Linked DNA regions of Mus musculus: region 2 is linked to region 1. The links are chromatin contacts, called in public Hi-C maps. All regions are on one chromosome and are shown on one strand. The core of a region is the stretch at or near the end of the contact, and the rest is flanking DNA. Distances in the headings are between cores, read along the strand shown. Region 1 holds the start of Hdac6 (histone deacetylase 6). Region 2 holds the start of Ftsj1 (FtsJ RNA methyltransferase homolog 1 (E. coli)).

Evidence for each region. Hi-C and Micro-C count contacts between places; a contact is called where the count stands out from the background.
Region 2: a contact with region 1 is called in a Hi-C map of uterus, with 5 times the contacts expected there. The contact joins the promoter of Ftsj1 here to the promoter of Hdac6 in region 1. A contact is called at or near these places in 4 of 39 promoter capture datasets (3T3-L1-derived adipocytes, the SN4741 cell line and liver), 2 of 484 Hi-C or Micro-C datasets (memory CD8 T cells and uterus) and 3 of 9 other capture datasets (adipose tissue, liver and pancreatic islet).

Annotation. Positions count from the first base shown.
Region 1 is chrX:7,945,179-7,950,046 of GRCm38.p6, forward strand. It overlaps Hdac6 (histone deacetylase 6), which reads right to left and starts at 2,711. Exons shown (of 29, transcript NM_001130416.1): 1 at 2,472-2,711; 2 at 1,947-2,066; 3 at 1,725-1,853; 4 at 1,485-1,573. The coding sequence starts at 2,036. It overlaps Gm39488 (a long non-coding RNA gene), which reads left to right and starts at 2,967. Exons shown (of 4, transcript XR_878039.3): 1 at 2,967-3,429.
Region 2 is chrX:8,251,114-8,255,735 of GRCm38.p6, forward strand. It overlaps Ftsj1 (FtsJ RNA methyltransferase homolog 1 (E. coli)), which reads right to left and starts at 1,293. Exons shown (of 13, transcript NM_001290430.1): 1 at 1,059-1,293.

The DNA.
Region 1 (4,868 bases), core at 1,461-3,960:
AAACCCGAATCTGTTCCCATCCCTATTCTGACTCTGTCTTTCTTACCACACCCCTCCTCTTTCACCTTGTTTCCCTGCAATGTGTTCCTTGCTCTTCAACGAAACCACATTGTCTTCAGCTAGGCCTGAGGACTTCAACGGTCTCTCACGCCTGGAAGTCTTTTCAGTGATGACTCACGGCTCAGTCCTTTAGCCTCCTCCAACCCTCTGTATCTTTGCTCAAATGTTAGCAATACCCCCTAGCTATTGTATTCCAAAGGGAAGCACCCCTTCCAGTCAAACCTCACTCTCCCTCCCACCTGAGCTCCTCCACTCTAACACTGGAGAGGTCACCTCTTGGTTACTTTTGAAGGCAGCTTTGTTTACGGCTATAGCCTCAACAAATGTACCATAAAGAAAGCCTCTTGACATCATGAGTTAGTTTTAGGTCGGGATGGGGGAAGACGGCTACTATATTTGCAAATATCAGTGTAATGATTAACAGACAATGGCAGAGGCTAGTAAAATAGCTAAGAACAGATGTGAGAGAGGTAGTGGCCAGTCAAAGGCTTCTGTGAGTCTCCATAGTTGTGAAAGTTCAAAGAGGAATCAGTCAAGGGTAAAGACCCAAGGCGAGAGGGTGACTGGCACACTGAAAGACGAGAAGGTGGCCAGCGTGCGTTAAGTGACCTGGAGCTCGTGAGGAGAGGCCTGGCTGAACAGGTCACAAAGGCCAAATCCTGTGCAACCTTAGAGGCCAGTCTAAAGAATGCCGACTTTACCTTAAGAGCAAAGTTCTGGCCTTGAAGTATTTTAAGAAAGGAAGGAAACGTCATCTCAAATGTATTTTTTAGGCTTTAATGCGAAGGCTGGAAGCAGGGGACCAGGGGGAAGAAGTCAGATAGCGAATCTATTTTAAAGATAGGGCCAAAAAGAATAAACAGATTTCTTTAAGAAGTAGAGCGCAAATAAGAGGTTTTTTCAGCATACATGTCTCCTTCTCAAGGACGGCTCCTGCTAGTTAGGCGAGGACCCTCTAACAATCTAACGTCTAGCCAAGTGTAGTGGCTCGTTTGGGAAATCTGAGCACTCGAGAGGCTAAGACAGGAGGCTTATCAAAGGTTTGAGGCTGACATAGACTACATAGTGAGTTCCAGGCTGCCTAGGCTACAGAGACCTGGAGTGCCCAGTCATTTGGTCTTCATTGAACAGTTTATACCGCTGTTGGGGGTTTAATGATCTCCCTGCACACTCACCGGCCAGCGGAGAAGGGACTTTTCTATTGCTCACATCTATCACTAAGTCTCGGCACACAGGAGACTCTTGATAACTGTTTATTGGCTTAACAGAGAAATCTTTCAAGAATGATCCCCATCTCCCTAAATCACCTGCTTCCAGACTACAGGCTAGAAGCAGCAAAAATTCACTCTTGTTTGTGAGAAGAAAGGGGCACTTGTGGAAATGTTCTAGTTTGGGGATCATTTGGAGGTGCCAGCCTCACCCACCTGTCATCCCAAAGGCAATGGAAGTCATTTAGTTGTTCATCAAACACCAATCCAGTACCAACTGGCACTCTTGTCTCAGGGTTCAGATCCTGCAGGGGCAAAGAAAAGAAACCCAGATTCACTCTGGACTACAATCAGAGAAAACACTTCATACCATCGGTCCTGGATGGGGGGGGGGAGGGGGGGGAATCACTGTTTTGTTTGGTAAAGAAGGCCAAGTTGCAGCCAGGTCTCTCTCACCAGCCCTTGAAGCCCCACAACTAGGTCCTCTTCAGCTGGTTGGCTCAGCTTCTTCATTTTGCCTTTCTTCTTTACCTCCGCTAGATTGGGGCTGGAGTGGGGTACAGCACACTTCTTTCCACCACGCTTCTGCCAATCAGACAGAAAAATCAGAGTCTGGACATGGCTGGCTGGCTTCACCCTCCACCCCCCCCCCCCATCAGGGCAGGTCTGGGGCCTCACCAAGGTGGCGCTGGATTCCTGAAGGGGTGACTGGGGATTGTGCCTACTCTTTCGCTGTCTAGTAGAAGAATCTTGGCCGGTGGAGGTCATGGCTGAAGAGCCTCAGCTCCTGGAAAGGCTCTAGCAAAGGTGTAGTTGGTGAGGCAGCTGGAGTGTCCAGAGGACCCCACATCCCTGTCCCTTCCTCGGCCCCGCCCCCTAGTCTAGATCGCAGCCTTCACCGGGTCCATTCCCGAGCCTTCTAAACCGCCCCCACCCCCCAGGCCATCTTCTGCTAGAGGAAACCTGGTCCTGTCCGGTCCCCCTGGACCTCGCTGCTTTTATCCGATTCTCTTTCCTCATTTTGCCTATTCACTAAACGAGGTAACCCCAGGCTCAATCAGGCTCTTCTTAGGCCTGCCCTACCCAATCACCGCCCCCCCCCCATCCACTTCCCACATCCTTTCATACCTCTAATCTGCGCCCGGAACGCTTGGCTTCTGCAACCTGCCCGCTTCAGCCTATTTCCCCAGAAAAATCACCCACCTTTCTAGTCCGCCAGACCGGGCTGCCGCGGCCTCGGCAGCACCTTTAAAGACTCACTCAACTCCACCTCCTGCAGGGCCGAACCAGCGCCTTCCACTCGCGCAGATCTCGCCCCGAGCTTTCCCCGTGCCCCGCTGCTCCGAGGACTGCCCCTTTCGATCAGAATCCTTCAGACCCCACCCCCTTCCCAGACGCCTACCGTTTAACCAGGCTCCCTCAGCCCCTTCCAAGCCTCCGCCCATCTCCCGCCCAGCCACCGACGCTGGCCAATCCTTCCGTCCCTACTCACTGAGCTCTGCCTCCTTTTCAAACTCCGCCCTAGGCTCACGCCGCCAAATTCCCGGCGACCTGTGTGGCCCCGGGCACCTGATCCCTTCTTTTCCATTGGGCTGAGCTTTTTCATTTGCCCGCCCACGTCCAGCCCCCAACATGGATTCAGTCCGCCCACAACGCTTCAGGCGCAAACCACACCTCTCGCGAGCTTGGCCATGGAAACTGATCATACTGCGCCTGCGTGGGGTGCTACTCCCTAGTTCGAGACCCGGATCTGCCCCTAGCGCTACCACCCCTCCCCACACACACGCACGCACACCCCACCCCCGCATTCGCCGCTGCGGTCGTTCTGACTGGCTATGGCTGCCAGTCTCAAGTCCAGGCTAGTCATCCTAGGAGACCTACGGATCCACATCAGTTGTGTTGTGCAGTGATTCGAGAACAAATCAAAGAAGCTAGATTCCCGAGCTGCTTTTGGCGTTGACGTAACTCGCGCCTGCGGGTGACTAGTTGGAGATAAACGCTAATAATAGACTTTGGCTGGTGGCAGCCAAAATGAGCGTGATAGTAAATGCTGATAAGTTTCTGAGCTGGTGGCCACTGCGATGGTATTCAAGAAGCATCCCCAAATGTTAGCTATTAATGTTCTGCAGCGGAAATGGGGACTGGAAGGAGTCTCTACGAGGTGAGGCAGGGGTGGGGCTGCTCACTATGTCAGAAAGCCCGACTTTCGTGAGGTAGTTTGCATTGTAAAGCTGCTCTGTAGACTACACACACGGGGACTTAGATTTAGATCTTGGACAGGTCACAGTTCTGTCCTGTTTCCTTACCTGGAAAATTGAGATGCTAGTACCAAGGCCAGAATGGACTTTCGAAGGACAGTGTCTCCTGAATGGGAGCTCAGCCTACCTGTCCCCCTCCACCGAGTCATCAAACTTACAGCATGTGGTGGACCGAGGAAGGAAAATTGTCCCTGTGACTCTTTGAGATGGCCATCCCTTCTAAGTATAAATCCCACAGGTGGCCGAGTTGTCCTGATCTCCCCATGTCAAGGACATCGTTTCCTAAGGACCTGTTGGCAGAGACCAGAAAGAATCCATCTGGAGTTCTGCATCACTGACTAGCAAATAGATTGACAGTTCCATACTCCAGCAGCCAGACCCTCTGAACCTCTTGCAAATGCCAGTTTCAGTCCTCCATGTTCTCAGCACAGAACATGTTCTCAGCACGGGCTATCTAAATCTACACACACTAAAGAAAATAATAATAATACCTAAAAACATTCTAGGATGGTGATGCCCGCCAGCCGAACAATAGAGACGGTTCCTGCACAACGGGGCTCAGTAAACCTTATAAAAGCTAAGATTGCAAATAGCTTAGGCTTTGCATCCACATCTAATCTTTATGATACACTTCCTTTCTTTTAAAAATGACCTTGCTTTCATGTCCAGGCTGCTTAGAACTTCTGGCCTCAAGGGATCTTCATGTCTCAGCTTTCTGAGCAGCTGGGCAACACTGTGCCCAGTTAATCTTTCTTAAACAAACAAACAAAACAGCAACAGTCATTTGGGTTTTTTGTTTGTTTTGGTTTTTCTTTTTGGATTTTCGAGACAGGGTTTCTCTGTGTAGCCCTGGCTGTCCTGGAACTCACTCTGTAGACCAGGCTGGCCTTGAACTCAGAAATCCACCTGCCTCTGCCTCCCGAGTGCTGGGATTAAAGGAATGTGCCAGCACTGCCCAGCTTAATAACCATTTGGTTTTTTTGTTTGTTTGGTTGGTTGGTTTTTTTTTTTTTTTTTTTTTTTTTTTTTTTTTTTTTGAGACAGGGTTTCTTTGTATATCCCTGGCTGTCCTGGAACTCACTTTATAGACCAGGCTGGCCTCGAACTCAGAAATTCACCTGCCTCTGCCTCTCAAGTGCTGGGATTAAAGGAATGTGCCAGCACTGCCCAGCTTAACAACCATTTGGGGTTTTTTGTTTGTTTGTTTGGTATTTTTTGTTGTTTGTTTGTTTGTTTTTGAGACAGGGTTTTTCTGTATATCCCTGGCTGTCCTGGAACTCACTTTGTAGACCAGGCTGGCCTCGAACTCAGAAATCTGCCTGCCTCTCCCTCCCAAGTGCTG
Region 2 (4,622 bases), core at 43-2,542, 300 kb after region 1:
TGGAACCCGAAGCCCAGGACCTTATCATGAACTCTCAGGCCCTTTTTCTGATCACATTTAGGTCCCCATCTCTGAGGGACATCACAGACTCCACAGTTAACTGACAGAGGACCCACTACTGACTCTGCTCTCTTCCAACTACTGTCACGGACACACTACACAAGTAATCTCTCTCGCAACCATTTTCTCTGCCCATTTCATCTCTATCAACACCTGACCGTCTCTAGTTATTTCCATTATCTTTAGAGTCACAGAACCCTACTACTCCCTCCATTAAGTCCTTGCTTTTCACACCTATTACCCGACACAACCTCATTCCATCTCCCATAGCCTAATCTCTCTCTCTCTCTCTCCACTCTGCAGTCCACCAATTCCATCATAGATTAAGCTTCCAGTCATTAGTTACTACCACCTTAATCCCCACTAATGCCTGGAGGACCATGACCTGTTAGGGCTCCATTACACCAATTTACCAGCTCCATTAACTCAGCCCTCCAACCAACCTCTCAAAGATCACACGAGTGGCCTTTGGGATCCTTTGCATCAATACAAAGATTACCTCTGTCACTCATATAGCTTCTATTTTGTCTTTCGTCACTGACCCCATTAGTTTAGCACTCTGCCTACGCACCTGTTATTCTCTCCAGAACCTCACCAATACGATTACTATGTAAACTGCCAAATAGCCACCACTTTTATTATTAGCCTTCATTAATTTTCCAGCAGACACAGCACCACGAGTGTAATACCTTCAAGACCCATCTTTTAGTAACATCCCTAAGACCATCTGCAGAGCCTCAAAGACCATCAGCCCATCAGAACCGCCAAATACCCTTCAAGTCGGCCCAGCAGATAGCAGATCAGTTGTGTAGCTCTATGCTGCACCCCGTTCGAGTTCACCTAACAATCTAGTTCCCTGCTCTAGGCAAGCTTCTCGGGGCTTGACTGAACTATGCAGCTGCAGTACCGAGAGTGAATCCCCTCATCCCGAGTTGGAGACAGGGCAGGCATGCCTCCAGTCTCGGTCCCTTTCAAGTCATCAGTGCCCTAGGACCTACCTCAGCTCTTGGATACAGAGCGTGGCTGTTCACCAGCCTCGAGAACAGTTTGCAAACTGAAAATTACAGACTCCAGTTGGTGTTCGGAGTGGACCCGAAGGCCTGTCGTACACGCCTAGAGGTTGTCGCCACGCGGTAAAGTTTGCTTTGTAAAACAGTTCAGTTCCACGGAGATCCAGACCGGAGCACAACGTATGACGTTAGTCTCGTCATCTTGTGTCGACATATCCCGGTCACAGGAACTTCAGTTCCCAGAATGCAACTGACATCGTCTGGCCAATAGTTTTGCAAGGCTTGTGAACCGGCTCTTTGTTCTTTGTTTCAAGGCCAGGGTCCTATAGCTGCGATCCGGAGCAAGATCCTGAGTTCTCGGCTAGTCTGGCTACACGGAGAGACCTTGACGTGGGAAACTTCCACCCCTCCCCCATCGCCCGCTCACTCAGACAAGATAACTTACTTGGCCGCCTTTTCCCTTTTACATCGGGACGGTTATTTAACCTATGTACTACATTTCCCAAAATTCAGCGGGCACGACCACGCCCATTTTTCTTTAAGTCTGGAGGGAAAGGAAATTACGCAAAGGGGGTGGAGCGTGACCACGCGAAGTGAAAAGTCTGTTGCGAAAGCAAGCTAACCTGGAGGCTACGGCGAGCAATTTTGAATTTTACTACCGGGAAGCTACCGCATACGATTTGCAATTTTGAATCCTACTTCTACCGGTTGACTGAAGTGCTTTCAATTTTGCCACCTTAGAACTTTAGTTTCCTCATCTGAAAAGAAGGGATAATCACCTATCTAGAATTCACGGTGTTAATCGGATGCACATCCTTTTCTAATTGTATATTTTCCAAATACTTTTTAATACATTTTAACCACCACCACTGCCCTCACCGCCTCCACCCGCACCACTGAAAAGCATGTCTACGGATTTGCGAGACGCACTGAGTAGAGGCTCTTGCCGCCAAATCTGACCACCCAAGTTCGATTCCCCATACACAAGGTCATGGATGGAAGAAGACTGATTCCTGCAAGTTGTCCTTTGATCCCCAACATGCGCACTTGTCACGCGCCCCCTCCCCCAAATAAATAAATAAATAAATAAATAAATAAATAAATAAACGGACGAACGAACGAATGAATAAATACATGTATGAATGAATAAAAGTTTTGTATTTTTTGTTTTTCCTTTTTCCTTCCTTCTCTCTCTTTCTTTCTTTCTTTCTTTCTTTCTTTCTTTCTTTCTTTCTTTCTTCCTTTCTTCCTTTCTTCCTTTCTTCCTTTCTTCCTTTCTTCCTTCCTTCCTTCCTTCCTTCCTTCCTTCCTTCCTTCCTTTCTTTCTTTCTTTTTGTTTTTTGTTTTTTGTTTTTTCGAGACAGGGTTTCTCTGTATAGCCCTGGCTGTCCTGGAACTCACTCTGTAGATCAGGCTGGCTTCGAACTCAGAGATCTGCCTGTCTTTGCCTCCCAAGTGCTGGGATTAAAGGCGTGCACCACCACTGCCCGGCGAATAAAAGTTTAAAGCATATATGCATGTATGAATATGTATATGTTCTTTAAAAATTCATTTTCTGAAGTGCTGAATTCAAATCCCAACAACCACTGAGCCATCTCTCCAGCCCCTATGTATGTGTTCTTGTGTGTGTGCTCATGTCATGACCTAGTGCATGAAACACAATAATTGAAAGTATTTACTGTGTATTAGGCACTATTCTAGTGCTCTCAGCAATGCGCTGGTAAATGGTTAACTGGCTTCTGGCAGGGTAGGGGATTGGGCCTGTTTGTAGCATTTGTTAGTTTCCATGGTTTACATATTATCTATCATCTGGTCAGATTTTAAGTCACCCATGTGTAGTCTAAACACAGGTGCAGCAGGACATCATTATGTATTAATTCGACCATACAAAAAGAGAAATGGCTTCAAGAACATAGGAAATGAATGCGATATAGTCAGATAACTGGGAAGTGATACATTTTGAGTATCTATTATGCATAAAAATCCTATCCACTTAATCGTTAAGTTCACAGTATTATTTTTCTTTCTCTTCCTCTCCCCATGGTTTCAACATAGGTCAAGCTGATCTCCAACCCACAAACCACTCCCCACCTGCCAAGTGCTGAGGTTTCAGCTTTTCCCACCCTAGTGTTCTGAATTTCTTATTTTATTTCTTTGAGACAGGTTCTCAGAGAGTTACTATGTAGCTCTGGGTGTCCTAGAACTCATTATGTAGTCCAGGCTAGCTTCAAATTCGCAGAGATCTGTTTGCCTCTGCCTTCTTAATGCTGAGATTAATCAGCATTTCATTTTAAAGATCAATTTAATTTTATATGTATGAGTGTTCTTTTTCTACATGTATATGCAGAAAACATGCACGTCTGCAGCTTAAGGAGTTCAGGAGGTGTCAGACCCTGGAATTGGAGTCAGGATGATGGTAAGCTATCATGTCAGTGCTGGGAACTGAAACTGGGTTTTCTTCAAGGGCAACAAGGACTTTTGACCACAGAGCCAACTCTTCAGCCCTAGCGTTTCAATATTAACAATAGTTATTTAACAGTCAGTTTACAAAATTCTCAAAATTGAACAAGCTTACTTGTGAAAACCTATATATGTTGTTTCCAGTGTACTGCTGAATTCTTAAAATGTTATTTTTAGGAGCTGGAGAGATGGCTCAATAGTTAAAATGCTCTTAATTCCCAGCAACCACATATGGGTGGCTCACAACCATCTGTAAAGGGATCTGATGCCCTCTTCTGGTGTGTCTGAAGATAGCAACAGTGTACTCACATACATAAAATAAATAAGTAATTCTTTAAAAAAGTTATTTTTAGATTTTATTTTGTTTTGTGTGTGTGCGTGTTTTTGCCTTCATATCTGTATGGGAATCAAAGGCATTCCTGGTGCCTTTTGAGGCCAGAAGAGGGCATTGGATCTCCTGGAACTGAAGAAAAATAGTAAATATTTTATATATTGTGTATCATGTATAAAACCTAGGCATCACCCTATACATATAACATACAGTGTATATGGTAATATGTCTCTATACATTTAGTAAGAAAACTATTAAATACAGGTATACTAGTAACTAGATAAGAGAATGTTTTAGGGGGCTGGTGAGATGGCTCAGTGTGTAAGAGCACCCGACTGCTCTTCCGAAGGTCCAGAGTTCAAATCCCAGCAACCACATGGTGGCTCACAACCATCCGTAACGAGATCTGACTCCCTCTTCTGGAGTGTCTGAAGACAGCTACAGTGTACTTACATATAATAAATAAATCTTAAAAAAAAAAAAGAGAATGTTTTATCTTTAAGGTAGGGTCTTCCTATATAGCCCACTCTGTCCTTAAGACTTGGTCCTCCTGCCTTAGTCTCCATAGCATTGGGATTACAAGTGTGACATACCATGGCCAGCAAATAGATGATGTTTTGTTGGGTGGCGAGAAAGTAAGATGAAAAGAACAGACAATAAAGAAAGGATTGCATTACCCTTTCTTCCTTTTGAGATGAGATCTTGAGAGGTTGCCCAGGCTGGCCTCTACCTTGTGGGCTCAGTCCATTTTTTCTGCCTCA